Linked DNA regions of Gossypium hirsutum: all the other regions are linked to region 2. The links are chromatin contacts, called in public Hi-C maps. All regions are on one chromosome and are shown on one strand. The core of a region is the stretch at or near the end of the contact, and the rest is flanking DNA. Distances in the headings are between cores, read along the strand shown. Region 1 has its middle 3.1 kb from the start of LOC107897750. Region 2 holds the start of LOC107897032. Region 3 holds the start of LOC107897751 (non-lysosomal glucosylceramidase).

Evidence for each region. Hi-C and Micro-C count contacts between places; a contact is called where the count stands out from the background.
Region 1: a Hi-C map of leaf shows a contact between it and region 2, with 4 times the contacts expected there. The contact joins the enhancer-like site here to the promoter of LOC107897032 in region 2. A contact is called at or near these places in 7 of 34 Hi-C or Micro-C datasets (callus and leaf).
Region 3: a Hi-C map of leaf shows a contact between it and region 2, with 2.2 times the contacts expected there. The contact joins the promoter of LOC107897751 here to the promoter of LOC107897032 in region 2. A contact is called at or near these places in 4 of 34 Hi-C or Micro-C datasets (leaf and petal).

What each region holds. Positions count from the first base shown.
Region 1 is chrA10:65,425,015-65,428,423 of Gossypium_hirsutum_v2.1, forward strand. No RefSeq gene overlaps it. Among protein-coding and RNA genes, the nearest start is that of LOC107897750, 3.1 kb to the right of the region's middle. Within about 2 kb of position 1,412, at least 1 of the 9 cell types and tissues checked has an H3K27ac peak or open chromatin away from gene starts, as enhancers often do. A contact at or near this core is called in leaf, where this site is marked.
Region 2 is chrA10:66,346,973-66,350,503 of Gossypium_hirsutum_v2.1, forward strand. It overlaps LOC107897032, which reads right to left and starts at 2,010. Exons shown (of 11, transcript XM_016822363.2): 1 at 1,829-2,010; 2 at 1,617-1,700; 3 at 1,057-1,152; 4 at 895-970; 5 at 702-797; 6 at 494-567; 7 at 295-402; 8 at 28-165. The coding sequence starts at 1,882.
Region 3 is chrA10:65,575,816-65,579,052 of Gossypium_hirsutum_v2.1, forward strand. It overlaps LOC107897751 (non-lysosomal glucosylceramidase), which reads left to right and starts at 1,757. Exons shown (of 18, transcript XM_016823320.2): 1 at 1,757-2,111; 2 at 2,999-3,109; 3 at 3,227-3,237. The coding sequence starts at 2,031.

The DNA.
Region 1 (3,409 bases), core at 162-2,661, 920 kb before region 2:
TAATAAACTTTAAAAAGAAATTTAATAAGATCCTTTTAAAGTCTTAAAAATCCCTAACTAATAATCCATATTTTTCAATTATGAATTATAACCATCTTATATATACATTAACTATTAACACTAAATCAATTAATTAAAAAATAAAAAATTAAAACCCTAAAAATTAAATCTCTAAAATCTGAACAACAAATTAATTCAAAAAATAATAGAATCAATTCATTTCAAAAATAAAAATTTAATCAATTCCATGATGAGGCTCAAATGCCACTTGTTGAAACCGTAAAACAAAATCTGATATAAACTTAAAACTGTAAGCCAAGATCTATCATGTCAAATCATCAAGAATAAATCAAGAACAAAACTAGATGCGAAAGCTTACCTTAATTCATCGATTTCTTGAAATCTACGGATCTTGGGATATTGATCTTCCAAATTAGCACACAAGTAATCTAGAGTAGTTGGCTCACTCTTTTCTAAAGATGAGATACTAAAAAAGTTACCTTGTTGTGTAATTCGGAGACCATAACCCTAATATATATAACTTTGGCACGTTAGCTCTAATTCCTAATTAGCCCATCATTATTTAGAAATTGATTAGAACTTAATTACTAAAGTATCTACACATATTTTACCCATATTTTATTTAATAATTAAAGCCCAATAAACCATAACCAAATTAGATCACTTTTAATTTGAGCCTATTATGATAGTAAATAATATGTAATTACTCTTATTATATATGTGCTGTCCATATTTTCCAACAATGTGATCTACTTATCTTGTATGTTGAGACATGTTATCCAAGAAGATATGGACTAACTTTATAATCTTTTGTAGCCTTATATTAAGGATAATTTATTTGATGTGATTTTGGCATATCAAGATGGATTGAAGTTTGCCTTGTGAAGATGGATGTGTGCTTTAAATATGGATGGCTTGATCAACAATGATAGAGGTTTGACTGTTGAAGCAAGTTATGTTGAATGAGTTGAGTGGCACTCAGTAGTGCCCACTGCAAACTGCCACTAAAGCAATGAAGTTACTTGTCATAATTGACTTGGCAATTTAATGAAGCAAAATCTTTGGACTAGTGAATATACTGGTATCTTGAAGATACTATGGTACATCTATGAAAAACAATATGTGGCTATTGAAGATTGGATCGGATTTGAGTGAATCAATTCAACCCATGTTATGTGGAGATTTGTTCGAGGTTGTGCTAGTGATTTTAAGAGACCGTATCTTCATCATATTATGATTTTATTATTTTGTAGCCTTTGCATCAAAAGCTCAGTTGAATGCATTGTTTTTCATAGGATTCTGTGCCACATGCTTGATTTGTATATGGTAGTGGGCTATGGGCCGTACCTTTCTCACTTTACTTTGATGATGATGACTAGCCGAGCAACAAAAAGGCCTCCAATCATCACTGGACTCCATTTCTGGATTTCCTTAATGCTGTATTCCATTTCTTTCTTTTCATGCACTGATCCAGCATAAACACTCTGCATTTAAACTGCCCACCATTTTGGAATTTCTATATTAAGAATATTATTATTTTAAAAAATCTTGTTAAGCCTTTTTTTCATAAATTTTAAAATAAAATCTTTATTTTTATCATAAAATAAAATATTAATTAAATTTAGTTCAGCTCAGATAATTATAGTTTTTAATTTATCAACTTAAATGAATAAATTGATTATTACATGAATCAAAAATTTTAAAAATAGTAAGAACTAAACTGAAACAACAGCCAAATACTAAAATTCAAACCAATTTTCGCTGTCCTCTCACTCATCCATAATTGTTGCTGCTAGCTCATCTGAGTTCTCACTCATCTATCCACAAACATGATGTATACGTTTTATGCAAGTTTTTTCTAATTATTTTCAAATAAATCCAGTTTTTGTCATGTTCATAGTTTGTTTTGCATTATTTTGATTAAATTTTATATTGTAACTAGTAGTACATATATTTTTATTTATTTTATATTTTTTAATTTATATATATCATGAATTTCTAATTGCATTCTATTTGTACTAATGAAACTTTAAAATAAATAAATTGGAACAACAGAACATTTGGTTGTCAGAAGAAGAATTAGATAATTCTTTTTTCTTTCTTTTGCGAATAAAAACGGTAAAGTTTCTAATTTTATTTTCATTTTTATAATAATACAAATTATTTTTTTTATACTACGAGCTTCTTTTTATAAAAATGTTTTGTTAATTTTTCTTTTCAATTTTAGATTTTCATTTTTTTATCAAATCAAATCATGTTTAGATAAGTTGTTGGAAATATTGAAGTTACATTCTTTGTTAGGACAATTTTTTGGACCACCTGTTAGAATACTATGTTCAAAAATATCTGTTTGGATAGACTTTTTGGACAATAGTTGGACATCTATTTAGGATAGCATAAGTGCGGTATGTTTGTTTGCATTATTGACTTGGTTAATCTTGGTTAGTTTTCTATTTGCAAATGATTTTTGGATTAAATCACTAAATTATTTTTACTTGGCCGGTAGGTTGTATTTTGGATAGGAGTGGTTATTGAATGCAAACATCATCTTTATCCTTGTCTTTATCTTACTTGAAGGCTAAGCTTATTTGAATTTGTTTGGATATGAAAAAATTTATGGGGGAATAATTATTGGAGATAATTCAAAAGATAAATTCAACTTTAAATTAAGAGTTTTAAGGTTATTAAAAAGCTATAGAAGAGCTCCAGTATCAACCTATAAAAAGGATGCAGATTGCTACACATTGTGATGTGATTTTGGAGTGTCTCTTTTGATTATTGTGTTGAGTTTTCTTGTTGTTTTCTTCAACACTCTTATAAGCATTCTATTAAAGAGTAAACTTTGATTGTAAGTGAGATTTTTGGGATGAGTGATTTGAATCAAATCATTAACTGAAGAAGACTCTGTAGAGTAAGATTTGTAACCTCTTCAATCCGGCCTAGACGTTAGGCCAAAATTCGGGAGATTACATCGGCCACCAGAATGGCCCAATATGTCATCGAAGTTTATAATATAGTCATTTTAAAATATTTGTTTATTTTTTCTTAGAAGAAAACTGAGCTTATTTTTAGAAATTTCATGAGTTAATAAAACCCGATTAAGTAAAACATTTTTTTTCCTTAGTAATGATGATCACTTTTGAAAACTTAGTTAATCTCCAATTTATTTATTAATCAAAATTTATTCATAATCTAGCAGTGGAAAAGTGATATTCGACCGAGTCTCAAATAAGTAAAATCAAAATGGTTTTAAGCTAAATTAATTCTAAGTCCACGTTTCATTATCCTAAATTCATATTAAATACCATGAATGCTAAATAAACCCAAAATAGAAGTCTCATGCCACAATTTAAATAAAGCAATATAGTTCCCAAATTAACATAAATTG
Region 2 (3,531 bases), core at 760-3,259:
GCAAAAACAAGTTTGTATGTTATGTACCTTAATACCATCAAAAGAACCCATTATTATCTCTGCAGGTCTACGCAAAGTCTTTGACAAATGTCCATGCTTCTCCATTGCTTTCCTTATATTGCGGTACAGAGCAAGCAGTTTTGAAACAAATTCCTTGTGTGCTTTCTGCAAAGAATTGAAACCTAAAGATCTCAGTGAGGTAATGAGAACTCACTAGAAAATACTATCCCAGCATCAGTTTAAAAAAAAAAAAATCATGAAACAGCAGATGAAAGGATGGTTCCCGAACAAGACCTCTGGCATACGAAGAGTCACATTGTCAACATCTGCCACAGGAATAGTCATTACTCCATGAAAAGGTTTTGCAGCATCAGCAACATATGATCCACCCAACCAGGATGCCTAAACATATATATATAAACCACTATGACATGTGTGACCAAAATAAAAACCCGAGAAGAGAAACAAATAGGGTATCAAATAGTAAACTAACAAAGTCAATAATATCTTCTTCAGTGTAATCTCCAAGAGGCTCATCCAAAGAAACCACAGACACTTCCTCTTCATCTGCAAGAAAATTAATATAATGAACAGATCCCAATGAATTAATGAATAGAAGCATTTAGGAAATATATTCAAAAAAACATGAAAAGTTATGACTAAAGTGTGCTAGTTTTACATTGTGACAAATGATCAGATACCTAGAAGCTGAATGTCTGCTTTACTTGAGCCAAGATCTACACTACTCTTCAAGGCTCTTCCGAAGATAGCATTCTTGGGGTCAACAACAAGAGGATCTGAAGACAGAAGAACATTTATTTAAATAAAATGCAGAGGAGAGAGTAGGAGAAAAAGAAAACACAGAAAATGCACTTCAAGTTAAAGTGAAGATACCATCGATTCCACTGACTTCAAGCATAAAAACAGCTCGAGGTCTATTAAATGGATTAGGAATGAGAACCTCATTTAGCTGCAAAAAAAGTATGTCTTTCAAGCTTTTGAAAAAACAAAGAATTAAAAAAGCTAATTACTCAGGATTAATAACTAAAGAACGACCTTAGATGAACCAGCAGCTGAAAGGGTAGTGGGTGGTGCAAAACCAAGCAAGACTGATACAGTAGCACCAACTTCAGTTAACAGCATCGACTCTGACTATTTAAGTGGAAAAAGAATGGAAGTGAGAAGCAAGATCAGAATTAGGTTAAAAATTAGAGACATGACGAACAAAGGATAATCAAATACGCGTGACAAAAAGAAAAATAAAAGGGTTTAGAAGAAAATACTACCCCCACTATTTCCAAGATCCATCTAAGAAGACAATATATACACTTTTTATCATATATAACTTACAGTAAAAAGATAGTGACAAGAAGTTATCAGTACAATCTTCAAAATTAATATGAAGAAGAAAAATAAAAAGGGTGATATACAAAGTAAAGCATATGCATAAGCTAAATTACTGAATTTAAATCCTAATAAGATTCAAGATATTAGTTTCCAAATTTACATATTCTGGCCAAATAGAAAACCATCCACAATCTCTTGATGCTTAAAATCCATCATAAAATATAAATTAAAAGAAATTAATTTCAAATTAAGGAAATGAATAGTTAAACCTGAGCAACATCGTTGGAGGACTGAGAGCGAAGAAATTGATTATTTGTACTATCAATGAAGAAAACGGATCCAGTAGATTCAGCCTGTGATGAAATCAGAAAAATAAAAAAATAAAATCGAATCAATTAAATTAAATTAAATTAAATTAATTACAAACAGATCCAATTATATTAAAACAGATTGAGAGAGGAGAAGAAGAAAGAGAGCAAACCCTAGGAAATGCGAAGAAGAGAAAGGAAATTAAGAAAACGGAGAAAATCTTCATTGCAAGAGAAGGGATAATTGTGAGAAAAGAGAAGAGTACGATGTGTGTGGTGGTTTCGCGATCACGGGACTGGAGATGGAAGAGGACGAAAGAACCAAGGAAGAGGACGAGCTTTAGTTTTTATCTACAAAACCGACGTCGTGGTGCTTCATATTCAAACCGACGTCGTTTGTTGAGGTACTGATTGGGTTGAGTTCTTGGGCCAGTATTGGAAAATAAAGTTTGTGATGATATTAAAAGTCCAAAAACATGTTACATGCTTCATCTATAATTTATAATCTATACTGAAAAATCAATATATAATACGGAGGGATTATACTGTTGCTTATCTTTTTATACAATTAATATATTTTAATAATCTAAAATTTTAAATTTATCGATATAATTATATAAGTGAATATTTGGTACACTAGCAATGTACTTTTTTATTCTATAAGTAACTTTAAAAAATTAAAATAATTTACTATACTCTTATATGACACTTGTCAATCTCCTGACCCTACTTGTGGATTCTAAAACCCCCACTAACAGTGCACCAAATAATTTCCCTAATTATATTTGCCATGCAAGTAAATTTTCAAATCAATCTGATATCTTCTATTATAAAAGTATAAAATAATATATATATTAATATTTATTGAACTATTAAAATTTATTTACATAAAAAGTAGTTAAAATTTTTTAATTTACATCAAATTTGACATGCATTATCTATATGAATGAATATAAAATATGATGGTTTGATTATTAAAATTTAATAATACAAAGAGATACGAAAGTATAATTTTATATCGGTGTAAATGAATTCCCCATATATAATATATAAAAGCACAGTTTAGTGAAACATATTTTCAATTAGAGGTGTTCATGGGCCGGGTCGGGCCGGGTTCGGGTCAGGCTCAACTAAAAAATCATGCCAATTTATTGGGCTCGGGCCGGGCTGGGCCCAAAAAATGGGCCTAAAATTTTACCCAAGCTCAACCCGGATAAAAATACTAAAACCCGAGCCCGGCCCGGCTCGCCCTTATTAATTTTTTATATTATATTATTATTTTTAAATATATATAGTACATCAAAAATACTAAAAATATCAAAATAAATATTTCCCAACAAATTGAAAATAAATTTTGAAAAATATGTAAACTTAAATAACACTAAGATAAATGCAACTTAACAAGCAATTGCTTCTAAAATAATAAAAAAATTAACAAATGCCTTTAAAATAATAAGAAAATTAACAATAAATTAAATTTTATACAATATCCAAACAATAACAACAAAATAATAGCAACATAATAGTAAAATGGTAGCAAAATATGGAGAAAACAACAAGAAAATAACACTCAAAAATAAAAAATAAAAATATTTAGATTTTTTTGTCCTTTAGTGAATTCGGGCCGGGCCCGGGCTAAAAATATCTTACCCGAGGCCCGGCCTATTTTTTAAACGGGCCTTTTTTTTGTCCAAATCCATTTTTCGGGCCTATATTTTTGTCTAAACCCTCTCACATTTCGGGCGGGCCTTCGGCCCTGGCCGAATAGCCCGGCCCATGCACACCTCTATTTCCAATATAGCCTTGGCTTTTGGTGGTTCATTATATTCCTGAATTTATCATTTTAATTTTTTTGTTATTTATAACATTTATAAAT
Region 3 (3,237 bases), core at 507-3,006, 770 kb before region 2:
GAAGCATTATTGTTTCAATATAGTTTGTTTTATAACAGTTAGTCGATAGAATTTAGGATAAGTTAATCAAGTCATACTTGGATCTGGCAGATGGGTCGGGTTAGGGGTGTTACAGTTTAGGTACCGGTTAAATGTCCCAAAAAAATACAAAATATGTACAAATTGCCAAGTTCAGGTGCCATTGTATATATGCCCTTAGAATGTTTTAAAGTTTAAGGATCAATTTAGAATGAAAGTATAATTTAATGATGTCTAATGCAATTAACTCTTCAACTTATGGGTAAACTACACTATTAGTCACTAAACTATGGGTAAATTTTCATTTTGGTCACTTAACTAAAGAAAGTTACAATTTGATTATTGAACTATTCGAAAGTTTTTATTTAAGTCACTAGATTATTTTTTTTTTTCAAAAAAGTTTCGCCAGTGAGCTCCAAGCGACGATTCGATGATTGATATAGTGGATCAGTACCTATCGACGAGTAGCACATACCTTAGATCCAAGTTGATTTGATGGTCAATGTCAAAGATTAAAGAAAAAAAGTTATTTGAATTTTAGTTCGCAAATTGTGGCTTCCAAAATTGTTTCATAAAAAAAAACAAACTGAACTATAAAAGAGAAGAGGAAAAAGCGCTTTCTATTGGTGCAGATAGTATGAACAAAAAAAAATCATATAACATTGATTTTAATAGTATAGTGATTTAAATGAAAACTATTAAATAGTCCAGTGATCAAATTATAACCTTTTTTATTAAGTGACCAAAATAAAAACTTACCTATAATTTAATGATTAATAGCATAGTTTATTCTTTTCAAGTTTTAGTAACATATGAACAAGCAAGTGGATCTTGTTATTTGTCCCGTGAGCAGGTGGTATGGAAAATGGAAAAACAGTAAAATTAGTTAGTTGCTCACTGCGTGGGACGCTATGCGATGCGGTCCAGACAAACACCACACGACACAACCGCATATTATCTCAAGTTCGCACCGCCCACTAAATTAGCAAATAATCAAATAAAAATTTTCTTATTTTTACTTTTGTTTTCATTTTTAATTTTAATTAGAAAAATACTCCACCATATTCTTTTTAAGACCAAAAAGAAAGATGACCCCACATCCTCACCCATTGGAGGCAGCTATCACGCATCGACCTTTTACCTGTTCTTTTTTCCTTTTAGGAAAAATTAAAATTTCAAAATTTTTCACATTTTCAAAAAAATATAATTAATAAAATTTTAAAAATATTTGTTGTTTTTAATTTATATGTTTTGAAAATACAACACTTGGCTAAGAATCAAGTTATCAACATCTATACTTATCTTAAGCTTTTAATCCAATTGGTGTATGTACATACTCCGATAAAAAAAATACTAATGTATATAACTAAATTGAAAAATTATTAAAATATTTCTATTTAAAAATAAATTATATTATTATAAAAATATGTTTTTTAGTAATAATTTTTAATAATGTTTTAATTACGAGTTGATAATAAACCAAAATTTTAACCTAACATTATTATTGTATTTTGAACTTGGATGAAATATGATATTAACAAATAAATAAAAAATGAAAGAAATTGGACTTTATTGTGACATTGACACCCACCTGGCGATCCATGAGAGCTGACAAGGCTCCAAAGTCCAAAGGGATCTTCCACGCGCCAACCCTACGGCTCCACCCGTCCCCCCTTCATTCTCTCTCTTTCTTTTATTTTAAATTTTTATTTCTCTTCTTTTTCCATTTTTATATCCCAAAAAAGCCGCCACGAATGCTTAACGCTTGTCCAGTTTTTCTACACGGAAATCTAAAGTACCCCTACATATCTGATCCCGCGATTCTCTGATTTAGCATTTCCTTTCCTTTTCTATTCTTTTTTTTTAAAATATAAATAAGAGATCTTTAGAGTATAGGAGGCTTTTTCTTCCAAGTTCTTTTGCTTTTATTTATTTTTCTTTCTCTTTTGTTGATCGCATGAATTTGGGAAAGGACATTATTGGAGTGGAAATTTGAATTTTGATTAGTCAACATGGTTACTGGAAACTTATTTCATTCTAAAAAGAATTCATGGCCGCCTGAAGAATATGTCAGCCGTAATACTTTACAATTGGTCAGTTTTTTGTTTTGCCTCTTTTTTTTTTCCTTAATATTAACGGGAATAACTTTGTTGATTATGGCGTTCTTTTTTTATAAGTTGATTTCGTTCTGTTTGGTTCCTGAGAAAATGTGTAAAAGCGGAGGAAAAAAAATAGTATTAGTCTAAAAGTTAAGAGGAGCAAGGTTGTTTTTCCACAGAATTAGTTCTATCCTAAAGTAATAAGGTTTCAAATTCATTTTGTAGGAAATTTGAACTATTTATTTTGTATATTTTCTGCCTCTTATTTAATTCAATCATTGCGCGTGATTTTGTAGATAGCATATAAGGCATGCCTTAGGAACTATTTAATTAATTTTTTACTTAAATATTTGGAAATGATCCTTTTTCTTTGTATTTACCATTACTGAGAGCTTGACTGCGAGCTTGCGTCTCGTCAAAATTCAGGAAAAAAAAAAAGGATCGCTGGCCTGATACGATTCATGCCATACATACGATTAGTTGATTTTTGCGGCTGGTGTCTGGTCAAAAACCTGTAAATTGTTTGAAGTAAGAAAAAACGTTTTGAACTTGATGCCACTTAGAATCATTTCAGTATTCGTTTCAACTGTAGGGAAGAGATTGATAGTGATTCGTCTCAAATTAATGGAGTTGGGTCTTCATGATATTATTTCATATCTGATAATCTTAAATCAGCAATATGACAATATTCCGTCTGCATACATATGACTGAATAAAAGGACTAAAAGTGACATTTTGATTTAATTTTGGGTTTCACTGCCACATTTCTTTTATATGAGAACTATTCTATTTGACATGATAATCGTGGTTTCTTTTTTTCAGATTAATTTAAGCTTTCTTCTGTACTGATTTTAATGATTTTTTGGTTTGGTTCTCTATAGTTTAATTTTGATAGTGCTGCCCCACCAAAACAAGCTTGGAGAAGAAGGTTAAACAGCCATGCTAATATTCTTAAAGAATTCAGTGTTACATTTATGGAAGCAATACAGATGGTAAGTGATAGAAGACCCTGCTTGACTGATTCCAGATAAGAGATAACTAATTCTGTATAGCAAGTATGCTTGATATCCTGTGCTGGTTACCTTGGTCTGGTAATTTTGAAATCTTAGGTGCGATTAGG